Linked DNA regions of Capsicum annuum: region 1 is linked to region 2. Evidence: chromatin contacts called from public Hi-C data. All regions are on one chromosome and are shown on one strand. The core of a region is the stretch at or near the end of the contact, and the rest is flanking DNA. Distances in the headings are between cores, read along the strand shown.

The links. Hi-C and Micro-C count contacts between places; a contact is called where the count stands out from the background.
Region 1: a Hi-C map of leaf shows a contact between it and region 2, with 2.0 times the contacts expected there. The contact joins the enhancer-like site here to the promoter of LOC107842459 in region 2. A contact is called at or near these places in 2 of 5 Hi-C or Micro-C datasets (leaf and placenta).

Annotation. Positions count from the first base shown.
Region 1 is chr9:98,749,922-98,756,774 of UCD10Xv1.1, reverse strand. No RefSeq gene overlaps it. Among protein-coding and RNA genes, the nearest start is that of LOC124887358, 13 kb to the left of the region's middle. Within about 2 kb of position 3,619, at least 5 of the 5 cell types and tissues checked have an H3K27ac peak or open chromatin away from gene starts, as enhancers often do. A contact at or near this core is called in leaf, where this site is marked.
Region 2 is chr9:98,677,021-98,683,249 of UCD10Xv1.1, reverse strand. It overlaps LOC107842459, which reads left to right and starts at 4,094. Exons shown (of 3, transcript XM_016686309.2): 1 at 4,094-4,885. The coding sequence starts at 4,514.

The DNA of each region.
Region 1 (6,853 bases), core at 2,370-4,869, 74 kb before region 2:
GGATTGAAAATTTTAAGTTTTAGGATTTCACTTGGAGTAGAAAGTTTGAGCAGTAGAATATTTTCATTAGTATGATTGAGCTGAGGGGATCACAATTGAAATCTTTTTTTAACCTTTTTGTTGAATTTTGCGATCAGAAATATAAAGAAAGAATAAGCATAAATTTGATGAAATAGCTTAAATAAAATATCCAGTAGATTATTGATTTTCAATATCGCAAAGATTAAGAATCATGTAAACTTACCCGATAAAGAGAATACACAGCTTAGATTCGCTATTGTTTTGTTTAATTATTATTTTTAACACAGGAAAATAGTGTTGTTTTTTAATAGAGAAGGAAGAGTTGAGATTTTTTTTCTTTATTTTATTTTTAAAACAGAGAAATGTTAATTAATATTGAGAAGCTGTAAAAAGTTGAGAACGATGGCTACACATATTTGATAGAAAATTTGCTAATGTTAAGAAAGTGCAAAGTGTTTGGTTGCAAATTTGTGATAGATACACTTTTTTTGTACCTAAATTTACTTTATTTATATTTAAATTAGTTTGTAAAAATCTTTTGCAAATAATATTTATACTTCTTTTCTTTAATTTCTTTAAAATATAGTAATAAAATTTACTTATGCTTTATTCTTCTCACATTTTACTACATATATTTTATCCTCTTTAAATTTCATTATGCCATTTTACCCTTTTTAAACATCACTGTACATTAAAATCACGATTGAAGCAGCTGAAGCAAAAATTAGTTAATTTTAATTTTTTTTTGTTAATTATTGTTATTTACAGTACTTTTTATTTCATTTTCAAATAATATATGTTGTTTTATAACTTCTTCTGTCCCGTCCCAATTTATGTGGCACTAATATAATTTTGATAGTCAATCAAATATTTTATGTTGACATATCATTTTGTTATTCTTATTTTTCTAATACATAAATGACTTATAGTAAGGAGTGATATAGTAAAATCATCGTTCGAAAGATGAAAACTTAATTTAAAACATTAAGAGTTAATTTCGCATTTTACGTCTATTTTATTTTTTATTAAATATTATTTATTTTCTTAATACCTAGACGACTCGTAATAATTAATTAAGAGCGATTGATTATGTTATTACTGTAAAAATTAATATAATTTTATCATATCCAATAGTAATCATCGATAATTCACCGAAATAGTATATTAATTAAATACGGAATGCTATATTTGCATATGCAAAATATGATATTATTAAACATTATTTGCTAGTGCATTATATTTATCTTTCACAATAATAAAATTTTACTATATATTTTTCTTTATTTCTTTTCAACTTGATACATATTGACCCAACACAAATTCTAAGAAATTATTCATTAGAAATTTATTTTATTAAATTAAATTTATTAATTTTGTACTTTAAAAATTTAAAGTTAAGTTTAAATGTTAGTATTTCTATATAAGAAAAAATAATTTTAAAATTTAAATTTACTAAAATAAATAAATAAATACATAAAAAGATTAATTTTCTATATAAAAGTCAATTAAAATAATAAAATTGATTTACTTTAAATAGTTAGTTGCAATTAATTAAGATAATTTTTTATTTTGTCATGATTTATATTTTGAGAGTTGAATAGAACTTTTATCTATTTTTAAAAAAGTATTTTAACTTGTTAATTATTGTGATTTATAATAATTTTTCGTAATTATCAAATAATATATTTACTCCTTGTGTCCCAATTTATGTGGCTTCGATACAATTTTGAGAGTCAACTAAATTTTTTATATATCTTTTAAATATTTTAAGTTGTTAATTATTATGATTTGCAGTACTTTTTATTTTATCTCAATTTATGTGGCATTGCTAAAATAATGAGTCAGTAAAATTTCTATATGTCTTTTAAATATTTTAAGTTATTAATTATTGTGATTTGTGGTAACAAATTAGTTTTGAACATGATGGCCAATTAAATAAATAAAAAAAAATTACTTCCAATATGTAGTTATAGTTAATTAATATAAATTAATAGAATATATTAAATATTTAAACCATTATAATGAAATAATGAAATTATTATATATTGGGGTATGATATGTAATTAAGTGAGAGTAGAGGGGTATTTTGATAATTACATAAGAGGTGGTTTCAACCACCTCTTCTATATAATAGAATTGGATATATTTTTAATCAATTAGTTACTCTTCATTATCCTTACTGTTTCACCTTTTCTTATGTTTTCTTTTTTGTTATCCTATTTTCTTGCTTTTGTTTGTCTAAAAAAACATTTTATTTTATAAAAGTAATAGCGATTTTAAACATGCATATTGTCTTAAAATTTTAAAATAATTACATATAGGATTAATGAGGGTTTGAGAATTACAAATTTTTTTAGATATATAAAATAATTGCAAGAGAATATTGATATTATTATCATGATTATTATTATTATTATTATTGTTATTATTCTTATACTATTATTATTACTATTATTGTTGTTATTATTCTTATATTATTATAATTATTATTATTGTTGTTGTTGTTGTTGTTGTTGTTGTTGTTGTTACTACTACAACTATTATTACTACACTATTACGTACTGCTGCTACTACTACTTTTTTTTAATTATTATTATTATTATTGTTTTTTTTTTTATTATTATTATTGCCACTACTGCACACACGTGCTACTGCTACTATTACTACTTCTACACTATTAATTATTACTAGTTTTATTGCACGTGTAATCTTTAATTATTTAAAATTAGACTATTTTATTTATTGTGAAGATTTTTATTGAAGTGCAAAAAATTCAAATCACTTCTCAAAGATCGTTTATACTTTAATGTAATAATGTAAATATAACATATATTTTATTGTAAGCACATATATATATTACCACAAGAAGTTTCAAGTGGTTAATAGATCATCATTTTTACATTTGTCATGCATACCTCTCTCCCTTGTTGTTACAGGCAAAGAGAGACTCATCGATCGAACCATATTTGTAATATGATTATTTTTTTTATTTTTTCTAATATAAAAATCTTTTCTTATTTTTAAAGTTAAATCTTTAGAAAAATTCTAAAAATTTGGCACTTCTTATATTTTTATTAATCTAACACTTCCATATTTATTTGTAGATTTTTCAAATCTTCTTAGAATCAATTTTAGTTGATTTAGAATTTTTAAACTAATGAAAAAGATATAGACTTCTAATAAGGAAAAGTTTTACTACAAATATTTCATTAATTTTTAACTTTAAAAATATTAGAAAAATAGTGAAAAGATGATTTTGTCGAAAGCAGAGACTTTTAATGTAGGGGTAAAAATTCAAACAATATTTTTAAGATTCTTCAGGCTTTTAATATAGAATAGATTATTATTATTATTATTATTATAGTTTCATCTTTAATTTAGTTTTTAAATAAATTATATTCAGATATATTATTTAACTAAATTTAGAAAGAGATAAGTTTATGAAAGTGTAGAAGTCTATTTAGAACTCTTCTCCCATGAATTTCTATTTTTAAGCTAATGAAAAAAATAGTTTTTTCTAGAACAACGGTCACACGCATGCACACATCACACAATTTTTCCTCTCGGTGCATGTTAGTGGGATATTCTAACGTACGCAGCTAAGCAGGAAAAATGCCACACCGACCTCTGATCATGATGGATTCAACAACGCCGGAGACCACCACGATAACTCCGGCCAGTGGAATAATGCAGGAACTTCAACTCTTCACTTTTGAGAGCTTTTTCCCCCAAAATTTGTTTGCCAATTGCTGAGGATAAGGATGAGGAGAAGGCAGCCGATGATGAAAATAAGGGCCCTATTCGAAAAGAACTATCAGTACCCCGTTGGCTATAATTCTCTGGTCTTAGTAACACATCCATAGCTGGGGGTAGTGGAGATCTAACACCGGAGCAAACTCACGAGAATAAGGAAATTAGAGTTAAGCAGCAAAATGAACAGCGTGTGAGGACCTCTCAAAAGTTGAAGGAGCTAAACTATATTCCCCTTTCTATGTGAAATGGAAAATTTGTGGTGGAGCTCGTTGGGGAGGACCTACGCGAGTAGGAAGAATACTGGAAAATGGCTCTTATCGGGTATATAATTGGGGATACACCATATGAGAAATCTATGAAGAATTATGTGATGAATGTTTGGAACTTTATGACGAAACCTCATATCCTATACCATATTGATGGGTACTATGCATTCTAATTCAAGATTTGTAAGAATCGAGATATGGTCTTCCACTCGGGGCCTTATTCTTATCATAATAAACTATTCATTCTTAAATATTGGTGTATAGACTATGAATGGTGAAATTTCCACGACGACCATTGGGATATTGGCCAACTGAAACACTTAGTAAGCTTGCAAGTATAGTCGGAAAACCAATATATACAGACAGAATTATAGCTGATATGGAGAGGATATCCTTTCCCAGGGTTTTAATTGAGACTGATATCTCTCAACCCTTTTCTGATAGCATCAAAATCCATAAAACAATATCAGATGATTGGAGGCCAAAGTATTGCTCTGATTGTATGAGGTTTGGTCATGCTAAATCATAATGTAGATGGAAATAAAAATAAGTGAAAGCTCAAGAGAAACCAGTGGAGGCTGATCAGAAGCGTAATAGGAGGAGAAATATAAAGAAAAAAAAGGTCATTTCCCAGCAGTGGTACCCCAAGGACCAAGATCAAAGCCATAGCAAGGGACCTCTTGAGAATGAAAAGTCAGAAGATATTGTGTAGGCTGAGGCTCATCAGAAAGAAGGAGATTGTATACCAGCCTCTACTGATACACAGGTTGCAAGACATGCTAAGCTAACAATGAGTGAGTATCCTTATTTACCTCTCTCTAATAGATATGAACCATTTGATGGACCACCCCTAGGTACTATTAGAGAGGTGGGAGAACCTAGTAGATATAAACCCCCATGAGAATATGCACCTGGAATATAAGAGGGCAAAACAAGACCTTTAAATAGAAAGAGCTGATAATTTTTCTGAAGAAGAATAAAATAGATATAATGGGGTGTATAGAAACAAAGGTAAAAGAATGGAATGCAAAAAGAGTCCTATAAAAAATAGTTGGTGATTGGAAGCATTGCTGTAATTATACAGTTGAAGCACCAAATAGGAGAGTGTGGCTATTATGAAAAACTCATATTGTAATCCAAGTTTTGTCTGTGGACAGTAAATTCATCCATTGTAAGGTGGAAGACAACCAGCAACAATTAGCTATCTTCTTCACAGTAGTGTATGCATGGAATAAACAAAGCAAGAGACAGATATTATGGAGTGGGTTAGAACAGGTGGGCTCACAGATACAATTCAGCTGGCTCATAAGTGGTGATTTCAATAATGTGTTAACAGTTGATGATAGGTTGGGGCACCAGTAACAGTGGGTGAAGTACAAGGTTTTAGGGAATTGATAGACAACCTACAACTCACTCCATTGAGGAGTATGGGTGGTCAGTACACTTAGTGAAACAAGCACCAAAATGATAGTGTGATATATAGTAAAATTGACTGGGTACTGGGTAATTTTGATTGGCTACAATATTATGGGCATATTGAGGCTGAATATCTAAATCCAGGTGTATCTGATCATGCCCCAATACTCATTCAAATAAACATGAGCACTCAGTAGCACAACCTACATTCTAAGCCATTTAAACTGTTCAGTAGTGTCATGCAACAACTAAAGTTTGGAGGGCTGGAAAAGAAATCCTTGGAGCAACCAGTGGAGGGGAATGAGATGTACAAGGTATGGCAAAAGCTGAAAAAACTGAAGGGGCTAAATACTTACATGGAAACCTACCAACAGAGACTAAAATAAGCTAGAGTAGAGCTAGAAACAATAGAGACAAGGTTGGCTGCCCAACCTTTAAATCAGCAGCTTATGTCACAGGAAAAACAAATGTTGATAAAGATAGAGAAATGGAGTACAATGGAGGAACAAGTTTTGAGACAAAATTTTAGAGATCAGTGGGTACAGTATGGAGATGCTAACTCTAGATACTTTCATGCCCAAATGAAGATGAGAACTAGCCACAATACTATAAACTCAGTATACACAAGCACTAAAACTAAGCTCACTGATTCAATACTTGTTGAGAGGGAATTTACTAACTTCTTCCCCAGTCTGATGGGTGAAGCAGGCCCTATACATAAATGTCCTGATGCTGAGATAATTAAGAAAGGTAATTACTTAAACCATGATCAACAAACACAACTTATAAAGGAAGTCACAAGGGCAGAAATATTGGAAGCCATCAAAAGCATGCCACAGGATAAATCACCAGGAGTAGATGGCTTCCCAATTGAGTTTTTTACACAATAATGAGATGTAGTTAAAGAAGATATATACGAGGCTGTGTTGAGTTTCTTTAGAACTGGGAAAATGCTAAAAGCTTGGAATAGCACAGCTGTAACCTTGATACCAAAGACACAAGGGCCTGCACAGGTAAAAGACTTTAGACCCATTGCTTGCTGCATAACATTGTATAAAATTGTGACCAAAATACTAACAGGAAGGCTGAAGTTGGTTATTAGGGACCTAGTTGGTGGCTCACAATCTGCTTTCATCATAGGAAGATGTATTAAAGATAACATTCTTTTTACCCATGAACTGTTTAAAGGGTATACAAGAAAAGGGATGAGTGCAAGGTGTGTGCTGAAGATGGATCTAAGGAAAGTATATGACGCACTAGATTGGGATTTCCTGAGGATTATGTTACTGAACCTAGGATTTCCTCACAAGTTTATTGTGTGGATCATGGAATGAATTACCACAGTCACATATTCCCTAACATTAAATGATGGCTTAACAAAACCTTTTGAAGGGAAA
Region 2 (6,229 bases), core at 2,845-5,344:
TGTATAACAATATATATATATATATATATATATATATTAACAACCCGCGTCCTTTTTCTTTTTTAGTTTTAGGACATCATTTTATTTTTTGGTTTAGAAAATAGCAGCAATTAATATCAAACATATATACTGATATTATGATTTTTACTATTCTTTATTTGTAGAGATTGTTATTATTATGAAATAGTTAGAATTTATTTAATACTCTTCAACTATGGATCTTAGTTTAAGCTAATGAAATTCTTTTTTTCTTCTTTTCTAAAACTTTAATATTTTAAAATTTAAATACTTAATATTCTTTAATTCATTTTTTATTATAATACTATTAAGTTTTGTCATAAAAATGTCACATGACTTCACAATAGTTTGCTACTTTACTTTTTCTAGTGCTTTTATTTTTTGCTTTATAGATATAGATAGATTCTAATATGTGTACCATCTAGTGAATACAAATACATAAGGGGTCGTTTGATTTGCGGTACTAAAGTTAATTATCCCAGGATAAAATAATAATCTCGGGATAAAAATTTAAACACTCGTTTGGTTGTAAATATTTGGGATAACTTATTCCGGGACTAATAATTAGTCCTGGGATAAGTTATCCACCCAATTGGTGGGATAACAATTCCAAGACTATTTTTCTTTGGTATAAAATTATACAATGACTAAATTACCCTCAAAACCTATGATTTCATTTCACACATCTCTCTCTATATATATGTAACACCCCGTACTTAATTACGTGCATTAGCCATTGTTATATGTGTTGGAGTATATGTATTGATCCTAAGTTAGGTATATATGAGTTTAAGTATGAGTATTGATTATTTTGAGATGGTTTCAAGTGTATAGTTTGATTATATGTGTATAGGAATCGACTTTATTTATACCGGAATTTTCCCGTCGATGGTTCCATAAGAAGGTTATTGAATAAGCTTTCCAACTATATAAAGATTTCCAAAAATGGATAAGTTTTGGATATAATCGAGCACGTTCGAAACTATAAAACGGTGGCCGGGATGTGTGAACAGTAAATGTGCAGGAAAATTTCCTGCACACAAACTACTGAGGCCTGCCAGTTTTTTGGGTCAACTTTGAACGATCATAACTCCCTCAATATAATGAACTGGGAGAGATACCACATATTAACAGAAAGATCTTTGAGTATTATTTCCAATGCAATTGGTTTCATCCAAATCCAACATCTGAGTAAGGAGTTATACTCGTTTTACTTCAGCCTCTCAAAACAGATTTTTAGGGTCAACTTCAAACGATCATAACTCCATGTACAGGACAAACTGGGTGGCCTACTTTATATGAAATGAAAGACCTTTGAATTATCTTTCTAACGATATCCATCTCACCCAAATCCGATATCGGAGCAAAGAGTTATGGCCGATTTACTTTAGCCTATCAAAACAGTCCACCATGGACAGATTCGGATTTACTTAAATTTTTACGGGCAATATGGTCATTTTCCATCACCTCATGGACAAAAATTGGTCATTATATACATATAATTAGTCTCATATCCATCAATTATCATCAAACTATTGAAAATAAGAAACCCTAGCCTAATTTCAACTCCAAATATCTTGTGATTCAACCGTAGAAAATCCAAATTGATTCCGTAATTGTGTTCACCATCTCAAGGGCTTCGAGAAGCACCCCTTATTTGTGCCAACAGGACTTCGAAATCAAAAGGGCCATTTTATGGTAAGGATGTAAAGTATGTTGGTGTTATTTATATGGATATGTATATATATATATGCATGTGAGCATAAGAAGTATGTTATTTGATTGTTGTTGAAAGATGATTGGGAAATAATGTTGGATTATGTTGAATTGTGAAGGAATTTGGTATGATGATGTGGTATTGATGATGTGTTATTGAAATGATGATTATATATATATATACACATAAACCTATTGTTCAAGTTGGTTTTTGGAATGTTTTGCAAATATTGGTAGTATGGAATTATGGAAGAGAATTGTGGTGTTGGGTTGCTAATACTAGATGCCAAACATTTCATTATAGATAAGTGATTTGTAAAGGCGGGAAGTTGCGTTGAATTGGTATCCGAATCTACAACGAGGTATGTAAAGCATACTCTAACAATGTTCTTTGGCATGAAAACACCAATGTTCCATCAAGTAAGATTTCGAGGTTGTCCAAAAACATGTATTGTTCTACGTTACCAACGAAGTTGTTTCCATCCTATAAAGTGTCAAAATGTTTCATTGATATACCAAAAGGCTCTTATTTCATCGTTGTGATATTGATGATTCTGAAACACATTGTTGATGTACCAATGAGTCTTTATTACATCGTTATTATATAGAAGGTCTATTACTTGGTTCCTATTGATGTATCATTGTTTCAAAGTATCAAAAATGTGGTGGCGACCGAAATAACAATCTCAAAGATTAATTGAACTAAGTGATGGGAGTTCTCTCTTATCGGGTGGTATCCCAGGGGCATAAGCCTAGCATGGGTCGATCCCTATTTATGTGTTTATGGGTGGTATCCCCGAGGCATAAGCCTAGCATGGGTCGATCCCAGTTGATATGTACTGGAGGCAGCCTAATGGTCACAATACAGTACAGTAATGATTACAAAGACGATAAGAACGAAGGTAAAGTGATTGAATAAATACAATGTACAGGTTGTCACAAGTTTTAGTAAGTATGGTCCACTCCTATTACGACTTATTCACTTGTTTCTGATTTCTATTGAGCTCCTATATCATATGTGATTATCTACAGTTTTACATACTCAGTACATATTTCGTACTGACGTCCCTCACGGGGGACCTGCATTTCATGCTGCAGGCACAGGTACCTCAGCTCATACACCGCACAAGTAGGAGCCAGGTCATACAGCTATTGTTGGTGAGCTCCAGTTTGCTTCGGAGCTTTCCGAGTCGGTTCCTTATGTTTTGTTATTGTACATGAGTCATGTGTGGGCGGGGGTTTGTCCCGACCCTAGTTATGTCATGTATATCCTAGAGGCTTTGTAGACATAAGGAAGGGTAAAGTTATGGAAGTTTATATAGTGATGTTATATTTGTATATGTGGTGGCCCCGACGGCTACGTAATATATATATATATATATATATATATATATATATATATATATATATTTGTGCATGTTGCGCTGATACAGGTAATTAGACCCTTCTATATGCAACGAAGTGCTGTCCAAATTTTTGGTGACATATAAGTGAAAGTACAGGTATTTGAACGGGTTCTCCCGGGCCTTCTCGGCTTCGGGTGCCAGTCCGGCCCGATGGAATTTTGGGGCGTGACAATATATATATACTAGTATTTTAATAAAAGTTAAATACTTAATAATTTTGACATAAATTTTATATTTACATTAAAAACTTATACGTAATATATAATAATTTATCAAAAATTTAAATCTAAAATTCAAAATTCTTATTCCATCATTATCTCCAATTATCCGCTTTTATTGACCCGCCTCACATAAAAATATCAACACTATTGTTGAATTACATATTTTAAATTGAATAGTTTTTTAATCACTTAAAAATTGATATGGTATATATAAAATGAATTTTAATATATTATATGAGTGATATGTGTTTAAATGAAATGAACAATAAATCATCTTTTACTTTAACAAACTTAAGTTGGAAGTTTTTATTTCAAATAAAATAAAATGTAGTAAGATTTTTTTAAACACATACGGCATAATCATGGAAAGGTACACGCAAAAAAATTAAAGTTAAATAAGATGAAAGTTTTATTTTTAAAATACACACGATATAATCATAAAAATATGCACACACAAAAAAATTAAGCTAAATAAGATGAAAGTTTTATTTTTAAGAATAAATATTTAAAGCTTGAAAAGAAATTATATAAAAAAAACTTAAATAAGATGAACGGTATTTTTGTAATCACTTAATTTATTTTTAGGAGTGATACTATGTATATTACTTTGAATACACTAAACCAAACACTCAATAAATAATAATCTCAATATAACTTATTTCATCATAACTTGTTTTCAAATCAAACGGCGCCTAAGAGTATATAATAATAATTAAAAAAAATTATAAACGCATCGCAATTTACCCAAACACACACCAACAAACAACACTAGTCGGTGGCACCTAGTTCGTGACTCAACCAACCAACTTAAAACACAGAAAAATCAAAATCAATCAAAAGCTAGAGAGGAGTGAGAATAGAACAGAAAGTTCCATAAATCAAAATCTTTTTCCTTCCAAATATGTGTATATTAGTTAGGGTTTTCATCACTTGTATTTTCCAATTTTTCTTGTCATTATTATTACCCACCCTTGGCCCTTACTTTTTCTTCACCTGTGACAGCGGATTTTTTTTCCCTGTTGCAAAATTGTTCCATAAACCCTAGTATTATTGTATTTAAACTGCAAAATCTGTTTTTAAAAAATCTCGGTGGAAGAAAAACATGTAAAGATTTTGGTGGATTGCAAGAATTTTGGTTTAACGCATGCAATCATGATGGTTGATCCGGAGAGAGTGATATTCGATATAAGTTCAGATGAAGAAGTGGGTTTTGTGAAAACTAGAGGCGGCGGCGGCGGCGGCGGCAGTGGTGGGAGCGATGACTATGACTGGATAACGGAGCTTTTAGGTGAAGGGGATGGACACAGCAAAGACGATTCTGACGATGTTGTAGTGGTCCGGGAAGTTATTATGAATCCCAAGCAAAATTTGAAGTCCTTACACAATTCTACTAAGCCGTCTGTTAATAATGATGATGTTGATGATGATTGTGTGGTTTTGGAGGAAGACCCAGATAAGCCTGTTGAAGTTGTGAATGATAGAGGTGATGATGATGATTTGCTTGTTGTAAGTGAAAAGGGTCAGGTACTCAATTTTGCAAAATTACACCTTTACTTTTTTGTATTACCCAATTGATCTAATGTCTGTTTTGTTTGCTTCCTTCTTGGATTGTCTTGATTAGTACTGGATAGATATAATTTAGTGGAAAAGAAAAACCAACAAAATGGCAAAGAGATTAGGACCCGTTTGGCCATGAACACGTATTCACTATTATTTGGTATATTGAAGTTGAAAATAGAGTTGGAGTTGTGGTTAGCCTAGTATTTTCAGAAATATTTTAGACTTCGGATGTACTTTTTTATAGAGTGATAGGGAAAAATTGTGTCCAAAAAAGTGATTTTCAAAAAGCCAAATATTGTGAAAATGTATTTTGGAACACGTTTTTTGGTTTTCATGGCTAAACAAATATTCCGGAATAAAGTGAAAACGTATTCCAGAATATTGTGAATAATATCTATGGACAAACGCCTACTAAAAATACAAAAGAATAGATGGAAAAATTCTGAGCGTGTGAAGTTTCAGAGAGATGATAGTTTTTGCTCGTTTTATAAAAATAGTTTATGATCTTACTATTAGATTTCTTGGCACGATCTTCTAACATTTGCCCGAAACTTGTTTTGGTGAAACCGAACAATCATCTATTATTTTATTTCATGAATGGCAGAAAAAATATCTGCAACAGCAACAACATACACTTTGTAATAACACAAGTGGGGTTACAGACCTTAACCCTACCTTGCGAGGTAGAGAGGTTGTCCAATAAGATCCTCTGCTCAGGGAAAAGCATATTGAAAAAAAGAAATAATGGATTGAAGAAATCATGTCAAAATTCTATAGAAAGCATGACTGAAAAAATATTCATCTGAAACCCTGATGGAGTGCCCTACCTTTTAAACACATACATATCTTAAATTAAGAAATTACCAATAGGTATGTCACATTCTTCATCCCGGGGGGTAGCTGCATTGACCTAAGGGTGGTCACTCAAACAACCTTCATCGAAAAATTAGTTGTGCATACAGAAAATAATGTTGTGTATATAGTCCAAAAACAACTTTTAGAGATATATACTAAAGTTTTGAACACCCTTAGCAAAATTCTTAGTTTCACTACTGCGTTAGCCTTCCGTTTATATTAACTTTTTAACTTCCGGTAGTTTGAAGGATCAAAATCACATGTTTATATTGATTGAAGGTTAATTATGCTTTAGTTGGATAGCACAAGGACCAAAATTGGAATAAATCTATAACACAGGGACCGTAATTGCCACTTGCCCTTCTTACATAAAATGTGAAGTATTTATAAACATAAACAATTGTGCCATCATTGTGTGTTTTAAGTTTGAAAACTCGTCAAGTGCGATAATAA